2 separate regions of the Gossypium hirsutum genome follow, and region 1 is linked to region 2. A link is a contact called in public Hi-C data. All regions are on one chromosome and are shown on one strand. Each heading gives the region's core, a stretch centred on a gene start, on an enhancer-like site or on the middle of the called end of the contact. The rest is flanking DNA. Distances are from core to core; before and after follow the strand shown. Region 1 has its middle 43 kb from the start of LOC121220327. Region 2 holds the start of LOC121219797 (DNA-directed RNA polymerases II and V subunit 6B).

What was found. A called contact is a pair of places that touch in the nucleus more often than the background predicts.
Region 1: a contact with region 2 is called in a Hi-C map of leaf, with 1.7 times the contacts expected there. The contact joins the enhancer-like site here to the promoter of LOC121219797 in region 2. A contact is called at or near these places in 5 of 34 Hi-C or Micro-C datasets (hypocotyl, leaf and petal).

What each region holds. Positions count from the first base shown.
Region 1 is chrD08:35,070,473-35,076,660 of Gossypium_hirsutum_v2.1, reverse strand. No RefSeq gene overlaps it. Among protein-coding and RNA genes, the nearest start is that of LOC121220327, 43 kb to the left of the region's middle. Within about 2 kb of position 1,485, at least 9 of the 9 cell types and tissues checked have an H3K27ac peak or open chromatin away from gene starts, as enhancers often do. A contact at or near this core is called in hypocotyl and leaf, where this site is marked.
Region 2 is chrD08:34,901,960-34,908,377 of Gossypium_hirsutum_v2.1, reverse strand. It overlaps LOC121219797 (DNA-directed RNA polymerases II and V subunit 6B), which reads left to right and starts at 5,082. Exons shown (of 6, transcript XM_041098153.1): 1 at 5,082-5,223; 2 at 5,578-5,611; 3 at 5,743-5,918; 4 at 5,985-6,036. The coding sequence starts at 5,189.

The DNA.
Region 1 (6,188 bases), core at 236-2,735, 170 kb before region 2:
CTAATATGATGGTTGAATCTGGTCCGAGTCAAATTTTATCTTGGAAGGATAAACTTCTGGGGAATAAATCTGGAGCGTCTGATAAGTTGGGGTTGGATAATTCTGGTGCTAGTGGTAATGAAGATTTGGAATTTTTGGAAGGAGATATTCACAGATCCATTGTTAATGGAATACCTACTATTGATTTCTCAGAGAGGATCTAACAATATTGGGTATGGGGCTTTAAATAATCGAATCAATAGTTTATGGAATCCCTCCAAGCCTTTCCATCTCATGGACATAGAGAATGGATACTTTCTGGCTAAATTTCAGTCCACCGAAGACTAGGCAAAAGTTCTGTCGCAAGGTCCTTAGCTAATTTATGGTCAATATCTGACTGTTCAACCCTGGACCAAAGAATTCAATCCCTTACAACCATACCCAAGCATGGTGATGGCTTGTATACGGTTACTAGGCCTCCCAGGGTTTCTGTACAAAAGGAAAATTCTTGAAGAAATAAGAGAGACCATAGGAAAGGTTGTTCGGTTAGATTTCAATACTAATAGTAGAATTAGAGGCCACTTCGCCAAGATGGTTGTTTATGTCAACCTGGACAAGCCTCTGGTCGCTCAAGTTCTTATGAGTGGTTTACATCAGAAAGTTGAGCATGAAGCGCTGCCTATGATTTGCTTCACCTGCGGGACGTACGGACATGCTAAGGAGCTATGTGCTTCGCCACAACCGGATCTGGCAGTGGGGAAGGATCAGAAGGGTACTAATCTGACAGAGGCTGTAAGCAGAGGAGAAGGTGCTGTTTACGGGCCTTGGATTATGGTTGAAAGGAAAGGAAGGTGTAATTCTAGGAACAACAATATTAAAAAAACTGATTTTACGGAGAAAGGAAAATTGGGTTCTCGATTTGATGCTCTGGCTAATATGGAAGTTTTGCTTGATCTAAAAGATGAGTTAAATAAGGAAGATACTGGAAAGTTGGCTGGTTTTAAGAATAAATTGAAGGTTGGAGAGAATGTTATGTAACAGGGGTTTAAGACACAGGGCAACCCTAAGTCAACAAGGACTGAGCAATCGGTGGGAGATAGTATATATGATCAAGGTGATGGGCTTTTAAACCCACAAAGGAGAAATCCAGAAGTGAAAGCCTTAGTGGGCCGAACACCTGTTGAGCCTGCTTTAGATATTAGAGCAGCCGGATCAATAGCTCTCAAGGCTGTTATGGACCCATCGAGTAGCTCAATGAATCAGCCCAACAACGTGACGAACCTTCATTACACAGAGTCTGCTCTTCAAAATAACGAACCAGAGAGTTCTTTTCATTTTTTTGAATTATTCTGATTTTTAAAGTTTCGATTGGTGCTAAGATTTTTAAAGCTTCCACTAACCATTCCAATTCAACAACAGCGACTGTTTCTTGCTTTAATCCGTTTTTTGTAGGTCAGGAGGTGAGTGAAGATGGTGGCCCCTCTCTTTCATCCGAGTCAACTTCTTCGTTGTCAGAGCCGGTTGCAGTACAGGTAGGTCATTCCCCTGGTGGTTTAAACCTCATCAGACATATTGTTGTATCGTTCAAAGAGAAAGATTCAGCTAATGGTGCTCAATTGAGGGGGGCCACTGTTTCAGCTTTGGGTGTTAATAAAATTCGGAGTTCGAGGAAAATATTAGGGAGTAAAAATGGGGGCTTTCGTGCTACAAGGAAAATAAACAAAATTACGCATGGGAAAGAGAATAATTTTAAAATTAAAAATTCTTCTAAAATTCCTTTGAGTGTTTCTATGTCTAGGTTGGCTCAGACTGTTTCCACATTACGAAGTGCTAATTAAGGTTCAATAGACCTAGGTGCTGGTAAAAGAATTCAGGAATGATTACTAAAACTCTTGACAGTAAGGTTTCTTGGGGCTTTATTTATTCTTTTCTTGTATATTTTTATTATGGATTTAAATTTGTCAATTTTTTCTTGGAATTGTCAAGGTTGTGCATGTAGCAAATTTCTCCGTGTTTTTCATGAGTATAATTTTGAGCATAAATCGAATATAGTGTGTCTGCTGGAACCGAGAGTTAGTGGTAAAATAGCTAATTCTATTATTGATAAATTGGGTTTTGACTTTTCTCACCGCATTGAGTCTATTGGTTTTTCAGTTGGCATCTGGGTTGGGTTGGTTGGAAGGATAATATTTGCATTAGCATTATTCATAATCATCCCCAATTCATGCTTCTTCGTGTTCATGCCAATACTCACTAATTCATTTTTTTTTATCTTTTTTGTGTGTGGTAGTCCTGACAGAGTTAAGAGGAAGTCTCTTGGACTAATTTAATAGATGTTTTACCTCACGATCCTTTACCTTGGTTGATTATGGGTGATTTAATGTTGTCCTCTCACCTAAGGATAAAAGAAGTGATCGCTCCACTGGTAAGAGATGTAATTTATTTGTTGCAGGACCTTAGATTCATAAGGCCCTCCTTTACCTGGAAAAAAGGTAATACGCATGAGCGGATTGATCAAGCATTAGCTAATGATACTTGGATTTCGTCCTATTGGGGTAGTCTTGTTTATCATCTTCCACGTATTAAAACAGATCATAGGCCCATCCTTCTAAAAACTAATCCTGAATTCAATATTCCCAAAGGGAGGCCTTTTTGGTTTCTTACAGGTTGGACAAAGCATGCGAATTTTATAGCTTTGGTCTCTAGTAAGTGGAGGTTTGCAGGTAACATGAATGATTCCTTATCTAATTTTACCTCACATGTCAAAGAATGGAACATATCTGTATATGGCTTTATAGGCACGCGCAAAAGACAGCTTATGAGATCGCTTACGAGCATTCAAAAGGCCATGGATCGGTTGACCTCCAATAGCTTAGTTAACTTGGAGATGGAAGTTCGAGATGAATTGGAAAGTGTGCTTAACCATGAGGAACTTCTTTGAAGGAAAAAGGCTAGGTATGATTGGCTCCAATTTGGGGATCGCAATACGAAGTTCTTTCATAGTCGTACAATGCAAAGGAAGAAATTCAATCGTATTTTGGCATTACGCATTAGTAGTGGGGACTGGTGTTCTGATCAGAATATTCTTAGTGATGAGGCTGTCAGGTTCTTTGAGAAACTGTATGGTGAAATCCCTACTCCTATGATTAATCTTCCCTCAAATACCTTTCCCTGCCTTAAGGAGCAAGATATTGATTTTCTAAAAAAGCCAATTTCAAATGAGGAGATAAAGAAGACCATTTTTAACATGGCTTCATTGAAAGCTCCATGAAGTGATGTGTTCCATGCGTATTTTTTCCAAAGTTAGTGGGACTCAGTTGGAGGGGCGGTTCGTGAGTGGGTTCAGGGAATCTTTGTTGGTAATAAAATTGAAGAAGATCTTAACAACACTCTAATTGTGCTTATTTCGAAGAAAGATCAATCGGAGGATTTCAGTTAATTTTAGCCAATTAGTCTTTGTTCGATGATGTATAAATTGGTGATGAAGGTGATCGCTAATAAATTTAAAGTAGTGTTTCCGAATTATATATCACCAAAGCAAGCGGGGTTTATTGCTGGTCGTAACATTTCTAATAATGTCATTATTCCGCAAGAAGTCATTCACTCGATGAGTAGTAGGAGAGTTGGTAGAAACTGGATGGCCATCAAGTTGGATCTAGAGAAAGCTTATGATAGGATTAGCTGGGATTTTCTCGATGCGACTCTGGTAGCAGTTGGGATTCCCGTGTTTCTCAGAAATGTAATTATGGGTGCAATTTCTTCTTCCTCTATGCAAATTTTATGGAATGGAGTTCCGTCTTGATCCTTTAAGCCTGTGAGAGGGATTAGACAAGGGTGTCCTTTTTCGCCTTATCTTTTCGTTCTTTGTATGGAATGGTTAGGCCATATTATCTGCTCAGAAATCATAGTTGGTAGGTGGCATTCGATTCGGTTATCTAGGTCAGGGTTAGCGTTATCTCATTTTTTTGCTGATAATCTTGTCATTTTCGGCAAAAGTAGAGCTGGAATAAGCTTTTTTGTTAAAGGAAATCCTTAAGCACTTCAGTGACTTTTCTGGGCATAAAATCAACGTAAGGAAAAGTAATATGTATTTCTCCAAATGTGTTGATACCAATATTTGTGATCAACTTAGCTAGTTTTTTGGGTTTCAAAAAGTTCTTAATCTAGGGAGTTATCTGGGGGTGCCTCTCCTTCACAAACGTGTTACTAAAAGTACTCTGAATTTTGTGATTGATAAAGTGAGGCATAAACTTCAAAATTGGGAAGCTAGGAAACTCTCATTTACGGGACATGTCACTCTCACCCAATCAGTTCTCCTGGCTATCCCAAACTATTTCATGCAGTCCTTGTTAATCCTGAAAGGTGTGTGTGATGAGATAGAAAGGATTGCAAGGAAGTTCATTTGGGCTGGTTCTGCTGATCATCCAAAAACAGCCCTGGTAGGATGGGAGTCCATTTGTCAGCCTAGGTCTTGTGGAGGCCTTGGGTTTCAGCACCTTCAAAACCAGAATAATTCATTCCTTATGAAAATTGGGTTCAACCTAGTCTCTAGAAAGAACGCTTTATGGGTTCGTATCCTTCGTTCGAAATATGGTTGGAAGAATCAGCTTCCAGATTCTATTCATAGAAATCAATGCTCTCATCTTTGGCGTTCCCTTTCTAAGGTGTGACCCCTTTTTTGTGAGAATATCATGTGGTCGGTAGGTGATGACTCTACAATTTGTGGTTGGAAAGATTCTTGGGTACCAGAGGTTGGCCTTCTTTTTTCTTACATTCTAACGCATGCAAGCCTTGATTTGTAGAGCACTTTGAGGGATTGAGTTCTTCTTAATGGTTCTTGGAACATTGATTTGCTTCGTATTTGGCTACCTGATGACGTGATAAAGTGTATAATAAGTATCCCCCTCATCATTCTGCTGGTGGTGAGGATAGGATCATTTGGGCTCGATCTGATTCAGGGTCTTTTTCTATCTATAGTCCTTACTGGGCTTTAAAATAAGATTCTTGGATTCCCAAAGATGATATTTGGAAGCCTATTTGGAAATATATCAAGGCCCATAGATAGTCCGTCTCTTTCTTTGGCTTGTGGCCAAGCAGAGGCTTCCTACTAATTCAGAACACCCTAGGAGAGGAATTAAGCAAAAATAGTGCGTGCCTTCTATCTGGTCATGATACTGAGGACATTATGCATGGTCTTCGAGATTGTTTGATGGCTAAGGAAGCATGGACGCTTGTAGTCCCTCCTGAGAAGCAACCTAGGTTTTTTTTACTAATTCTTTTCAAATTTGGTTTTACACTAACCTTTGTTGTCATTTTAAGATGCAAGATAAGGGAATTACTTGGTCATGCTTATCTAGATTAATTGCTTTTCGAATTTGGAAAAATAGGAATCTTTTCATCTTCCAAAACATCAATTGTACGGCTTCTAAAGTTGTAAAAGTCTCTCTAAGTTGGGCCTAGCAGTTCAAACCTTTTCTAAATGGGATCAAGGCTAATTCACCCTATTCGGAAATTCACTCTCATTATGAAGACAATTGGGTCTATTTATTTTCTGATGGAGCAGTGACTACAGCTTCCGGAAATGCTTCCGTGGGGGGCGTGATTCGTGATCAGGTTGGCAATTGGATTTTGGGTTTCAATCATTATTTGGGCAGATGTTCGCCTTTGAAAGCAAAACTTTGGGGTATTCTTGATGAAATTCTCATTTTATTAAGTAAGGGCTACAAGAAAGTCAGGATTCAAACAGATAATCTTGAAGTGGTTAGGGCCTTGTCCATAGAGGAATTAATGGACTCCGGTATTACCTTGCTCAGAAGAGTTAAACAGTTTTTGTGTTCTGAAGGTCTGTGGGAAATTAAGTATGTTCTTAGGGAGTGTAACTTAATTGCAGACCAATTGGCAAAGATTAGTCTCTCTTGGCAGACTTCCCTTCAAATCTTTGACATACCTCCTGATTTGGAGGTTACGGCTATCCAACAAGACAAAGCTTTTAGAGTCTTTTAGTAGTTGTTAAGTTGTAATTCTGTTTATCATTTTTCACAAAAAAATACATTATATAATAAATAAAACATATATTTTTTTAGTAATTATCATATAATAAAAAATTAAATAAAAAGGAAATTCAAATGTTTTTAAAACAAATTACCTTTTAATTTTTTAAATGTTTATTATTTTAAAACATTGTAAAATTATACATGCATAAAGGTTTT
Region 2 (6,418 bases), core at 3,833-6,332:
TCCACTATCATCTCTAAGAAGGACATTTTAACATTTAATCGTATTTTTTGACAACATTATAATAATAAAAACTAGCACACTGCACATTTAAAGAAATTTGAGAGAAAAATGGTTTCAATTCACAACATTATAGAAGGTTGGTATTTTCATCAGCTTTGTAATACAATTATATCTATGATTTTGCGGATTCAATTTTAATTTACTTTGCACCATTACTGATATGATAATAATAAAAATGGCGTGAGCGCGTATTATTTTCAAGAACACTTTCAACTACATCAAGCATTACCACAAATTACAATTCCGATTTCCAAAGTGCAGATAAATACATCAATGAAAGCCAGCTTATATACATATACTGGCCTGAAGAACAAGATGAGGAAGCAACTTGGGCATGTATATATATATATAGTTTTTCTTTGGTTTTATCAATATCCTATGCATACACGTTTACCATGTAACTTACTACACCTGGGACCTGGTTTTGGCTTCGGTATTGGATTCTTTTTTTTTTCTACAGAAATCAACAATATCACTTATTTTAAACACAAAAACCAAAGCTAAGAAAATCAAACCCAAATCTCATAATTAAGCTAATTTACTATAATACTAAAAACCAAAAAAAAAATACTTTGTTTATATATGGATCAAAGTAAAACATAAGGTAATAAAACCAGACCCAAATATCACAATTAAGCTAATAAATAAATTTTGTCTTACTTTGGATAACTAGAGCACAAGCTGATGTTGGAGTAGTGAAAATAACAAGAGTGGACAGCAAAAGAATGCAAGCTTTATTATATATTTATTAAATTTATTAATATATTTATATTTATTATGTATGTAAATTTCGAATCAATATGGTATCTTTATTATATCAATTTAATATACTATTTTTTAATATATATTTAATTATCAACAATTTTTTAAAATAAAATAATATATTTTAAATGAAATAGGCTGAAAAAATGATACATTATTAAAATATTATTCCATAACTCACTTCCAAATTCTATAAAACTTAAAAAAGAGATAGTGTCCAATTAAAGCCTCACTTGTAAGTCAAAGAACATACTTACATTTATTGCAATACAATTTAATCAATCACAATTGATGAAGGTACTCAATCAACTAACTAAACCAATCTCGCAAGTTATTCACAATTACATGTAAACAAATTGCCAATCTCCTAGTTTTCCATGCTCATGGTCGTGCAGTAAGATGATAACTATCATGATTTATCATTTACATATATCCATAAAAAAATCAAGCTAAAGTAACAGCAAAGGAATCATAGTCAATCACAGTCAATCAGCCAATCAACCTAGTGACAGACAGCCGCATTTTAAGCAGGCTATTGAGTGAAAAATTGGTTCCTACAAAAGAGAAGAACCCCATTAAAAGATGGGGAAGGGGTCTTGCCTATTTTTCAGAGGACAATTGGAAGAGAATATGGGTGTTGGTTCTTTGGTTCTCAATCTGTGCAGGCTTGTTCAACTGGAAATTCAAATCCTTTAATTTCATTGCACTATACCAATTCAAACGTACTTACATAAAATGTACATTTTTCAATTATAACATTCAATTTAACTATCAATTATAACAAGTCTTGTAATTGCTCGAATAAAATTTTCGAACTACCTCAACTTAAGAAATTCGATCCCAAATTTAAAATTTTCAATACCAATAAAAATCAACTTATTACATCACCACTTGCAAAATATAACTATAAAAACATTACTATGGAGTAAACCATAAAAAAAGAACATATAGTTCTCATAGACACCGAAACTTGAGCTACATGATGAAGTATCGTAATTGAGCCCATGATCCCTTAAATACTCATCATGGTCGATATAACTCCTCAAGGGAGCAACATCTATCACTTTATCGTCTAAGCTAATGCTTATAACAGAGGTATCAAATGTCTTATTATATCCCTTACATTCACAACAAAGAATTCCAGCAAAACCAAAGTAACATGAATACAAACAAGCAAAATAGAAGGAATTCATTCAAACTTGTGCTTTAAAATTGTAGTGCACACTCACAGCTTCATAAAGGAAAAAAAAGAAAAGGGAAAATCTTGAAAATAATACCTTTTCCTTTCTGATAAGCTTGCAACCTTCAACAGGATCAAAACCAGGAGGCAGATTTCCACTTGGGATTGGCTCTATCTGCAGAATAGAAAAGTTCCATGGATTGTGATGCGCAAGTCCAGTATTACAATTGAAAAAAATAAGGTAAAATTGAAAAAACATGAAGCTGAAGATCTGTTGTTAATTGTGATGCACAAGTCCAGTATTACAATTTCAGGCATCATAAAATGTTTTGTAAAACTATCCAGGCACTCACACATTTGGCAGCACATGAAGCATAAGAAAGGAAACTCTATGAGAGGTTTACATGAAGCATGCTTCACTAAGTAATACCATATATACGATGTCATAATAGACAAATCATACATGATATATTTGTCACTAGATCTTACAGAAGTGAAACTAACATGCTAAAGCTGCCCATCGATTGATCCAAGCCCAAATTTACACTTAATTTCTAGTGAAACTAAGCTGAGACAATAACTACATCATAATCTAACACTATGCTCCAGCACCAGAAATTTCCATTAGATCAATATTGCAGATACCATAATTTTATTTGCACTAGCAGATACCATAATTGCACTTATAGATTCTAGAAACTCGTACTTCTTTTTTTCTTCAATATTCATTAGAGAATTTACCTGTTTTCCTTAAACCAAAAAGAAAAGTCACGAAATCGTGCATGAACTATAACAAGAATTGAACATAAATAAGCAGGGAGTTTCACAGCCGAAGTGAACATACTAAATTGAAGCGGGTTCTTTCAAAAGTAGATTTTGAATTCTCTAGTTACTTACGGGATCTTGGAAAGAATGCTCAAAATTTGCACCTAAAACAGCTAATATTTGCACCTAATATTCAAGATTCACCTAGTGGACTCGGAGGAATTTAAAATTTTATCAATGCAGGTCAGAATAAGCTATCAGATACTGGAGACAACAGAATAGATACCTAAGCAGAAAAGACCAGATTGTGCAAACATTCCATCCAGGTAACTAGAAACATACTTTTTCATATTAAGGTGAGCAAAGAGAACGAATCAAGCACATAAGTTTTCAAGAAAAAGGCATAACATCAGGATATATAGTTCAAATACAAAAGAAGTACAATTATTACATGGGCTGACTAGCAATTACTTGAGGCAGCCTTGGTTAGTATTACAACATTAAACCTGAATAACTTGGGAAGAAGCAGCAAAACATTGATATAAAGTGTTCTAAATGTAGCACATAATCAAATTACCCAATGCAAGTAAGAAAAAACAGACTACTTTATGAGTCTTTTTTTATCAGTTTCTTTATAGATATTGCCAGCACTGCTATTTACTTGTTATCTGCTAAAAGTTATTATATGAATTTTCATTTTCATTTCTCATATTCAGTACTTAAATTACAAACCTTATCCAATAGTTTATGAAATAATAATGTTGGGAAGAAAGTTTGTGTTTTTTCATCTGAAAAATCTAATGGTATTTGGGATGTTACAGGACTGTAGCAATCAAAGGACCTACATACATAGGACACTAATAACTTGATTAATGGTCTAGGAAACAAATGGAAGGATATCTGTTGTGATGATTTGTGGTATTGAAAGAAAGCAACTCATTATTGCAACAAGAGAAAAGAGGGAAATCTCGTGAGTGCCCTTAGCTAAGCATTAGGCTTTGCACAACTAAAATCAAATATTTCAAAACAGCACAAGCATACACCCAAATCATGAGGAAGAAAATAAAAATTCGGATTAAGTAAAAAAAAGAGAAGAAGGACTTGCCGAAACAATTGGGCCAGAGATCTGAGACGGTGGAGTCGGCGAAAGATGACAATATGACGGTGGAGGTGACTTTGCTGGCAGCTTCTGTTGATGTTGGGAGGGAGAGGGTGGAGGTCGATTTCGGGTAGGGAGGGAGGGTAAAACAGAGACTGATTTGGGAAGACGTCCGTAATAGGGCTAATCATCGTTTTGGGAAGGGAATACAAAAGCAGAGAATTTGGGGATTAGGTCAGTAATGTAATAGGCGCGTAATAGGCATTACAGCGAACCAAACACGGGATTAGGTGGGGCGCGTGGAATAAATGGGTAATTGCATACCCATTACAGCGAACCAAACACGCTGCAAAGGTTGAACTTTTAATTTCTAGTTGTACAAGATTTCGGCGGTGTTTTCAGTGTTTGGTTCCTATTTATCTCGATTCATATTTTTTTTGTCTGACTTGTTTACTTTAGATTGAATTAATTGATCTGATTCGATGTAGATAATATTATAAAAAATTGTACACGTGCATATAAATGTTATATAAAAATAATAAAAATATTATCATGAGGTTTCGTTTGACAATACTTTTAATTAAGGGTGAAAAAGTGTTTTTCAACTCGAAAACAATGTCAAACATTGATTTTTGAAGGTTGAAGTGTGGAATGTAAAAGTTGAGTTTAGCTGTTTTTTAACTTTATGATCTTTTGACTTTTGTGCTTTGAAGTGTAAATTATAATAATATAATTATTTGTATTAATTATTTAAAATCTATTTAAAAATTTAGATCAATTTAATTATATATATTATAATAAATTATTTAAATATGATTTATTATTATATTTAAACTTTTAAAATATTTTATTTATAATTAAATATACAAATAATTTATTAATTATTACAAAGTATTTAAAATATAACTTTTATGTATGATTATATCAGCTTATTTAAATATTATTTATTTTTTAATTTTCAATATAATATCTAAAATAGACCACCACAATTTTTTTATATTAATACCAAAATTAATAAATTAGACTTTTTGACACACTCCAAACCGAGATTGTCAAAAAAATCCATTGTTAACATTACGAAACTGACCTGAAAAAGGGTGCATAGGCAATTTTCATAGAAGCCAAGGGTAATAAATGATATTTTAAGAAATCTCAGGGCCTTATTCTTAATTAAGTTAAACGGCTGTTTTGGTCAAAAGTTAAACGAGTTTTAACTTTTATTTGACATAAATGTTCTGATTAGGGCTTTGGAAAAGAAGTAAAGCTTCGCGCAAGAATCCTCAACAATAAACACTTATCAAAGTTGCTTTTACAAATCAACAATGGCGGACGACGATTATAATGACATGGACATGGGGTTCTCTCTCTTTCTCTGTTTTCATTATTTCTTTATCGATTGCGACGATTGGAGTTTGTAGTTTCTGTTGAAGTTCGGATTAATAAAGGAAATCCCAGAATTGGGCCTTTTATTTTCTTTTTCTACCGTTAAGGAATCTTGGGAAACCAATGGTTTTTTTTTCTTGATTTTCTCGTTGGGAACGGGTATTTTTCTCTTTGGAACCTATACTTTTCTAAGCAGCCGAACTGAGGGTGAAGTGTTTGCCCTATCTCTGGTTTGCTGTTGTCTTTATTGTTGAAATTACAGCATTTTGACTCTGTGTGTTTTGATTCCCAAAAACTTAAGCCTGTATTGCTGAAATTGTTGCTACAGATATGAGGATGAGCCACCAGAGCCTGAGATTGAAGTGAGAATCCAATTTCGTTTTCTTAAAAAAATACTTTACATTGTTTGCAAAACAGAAATTCAACGTGAGCGATAAGGTTATTTACTGTCTAATGAATTGTTTTTATTTTTTTTATTTTTTTAGGTGGACAGGAAGGAGCCGAGGAGGAGGTGGAAAACAATAACAATGACGATGTTCCCGTCGATCCTGTTGAAACTGAAGAAAAAGAAGACGAAGATGCTAATGACAAAATTTGTCGCAAAACATCAAAGTACATGACCAAATATGAGCGTGCTAGAATCTTGGGTACACGTGCCCTGCAAATCAGGTGAACTTAATAAGCTTTAGATTCTTTTATTGCGTTTCCAATGCTTTAACCTTTTCTTCTGAGCAGCATGAATGCACCAGTAATGGTTGAGTTGGAGGGTGAGACTGACCCGCTTGAGGTAAGCCTAAGTTTTTTACTACATTTCCTGTCTTGCACTGCTTCTTTGTTATATTCTTCTATATAGAAAGTTGATAAAACTGTGGGTTAGCTTGGTATTAAACCTGTCGAATACTTATTTGAGATTGCCACTTTTGACAATACAAGTTCTGAGTATCGATACGCATAAAATGAACATTGGGTTCTCTATTTCATCTTGTTTATTTATTGTTGTAAATGAGTTTTTACATTGTATAGGAAACTGGGCTTCCATATTCATGTTTGGCTGATGATTTGTAGAGAATTGTGATAATAATAATTAATAATAAAGACATGGGGAAGTAAGATACTTTGCATTTGATTCAATTATTTTTCTACTTACGAATTTTTTATTATTTTATAGA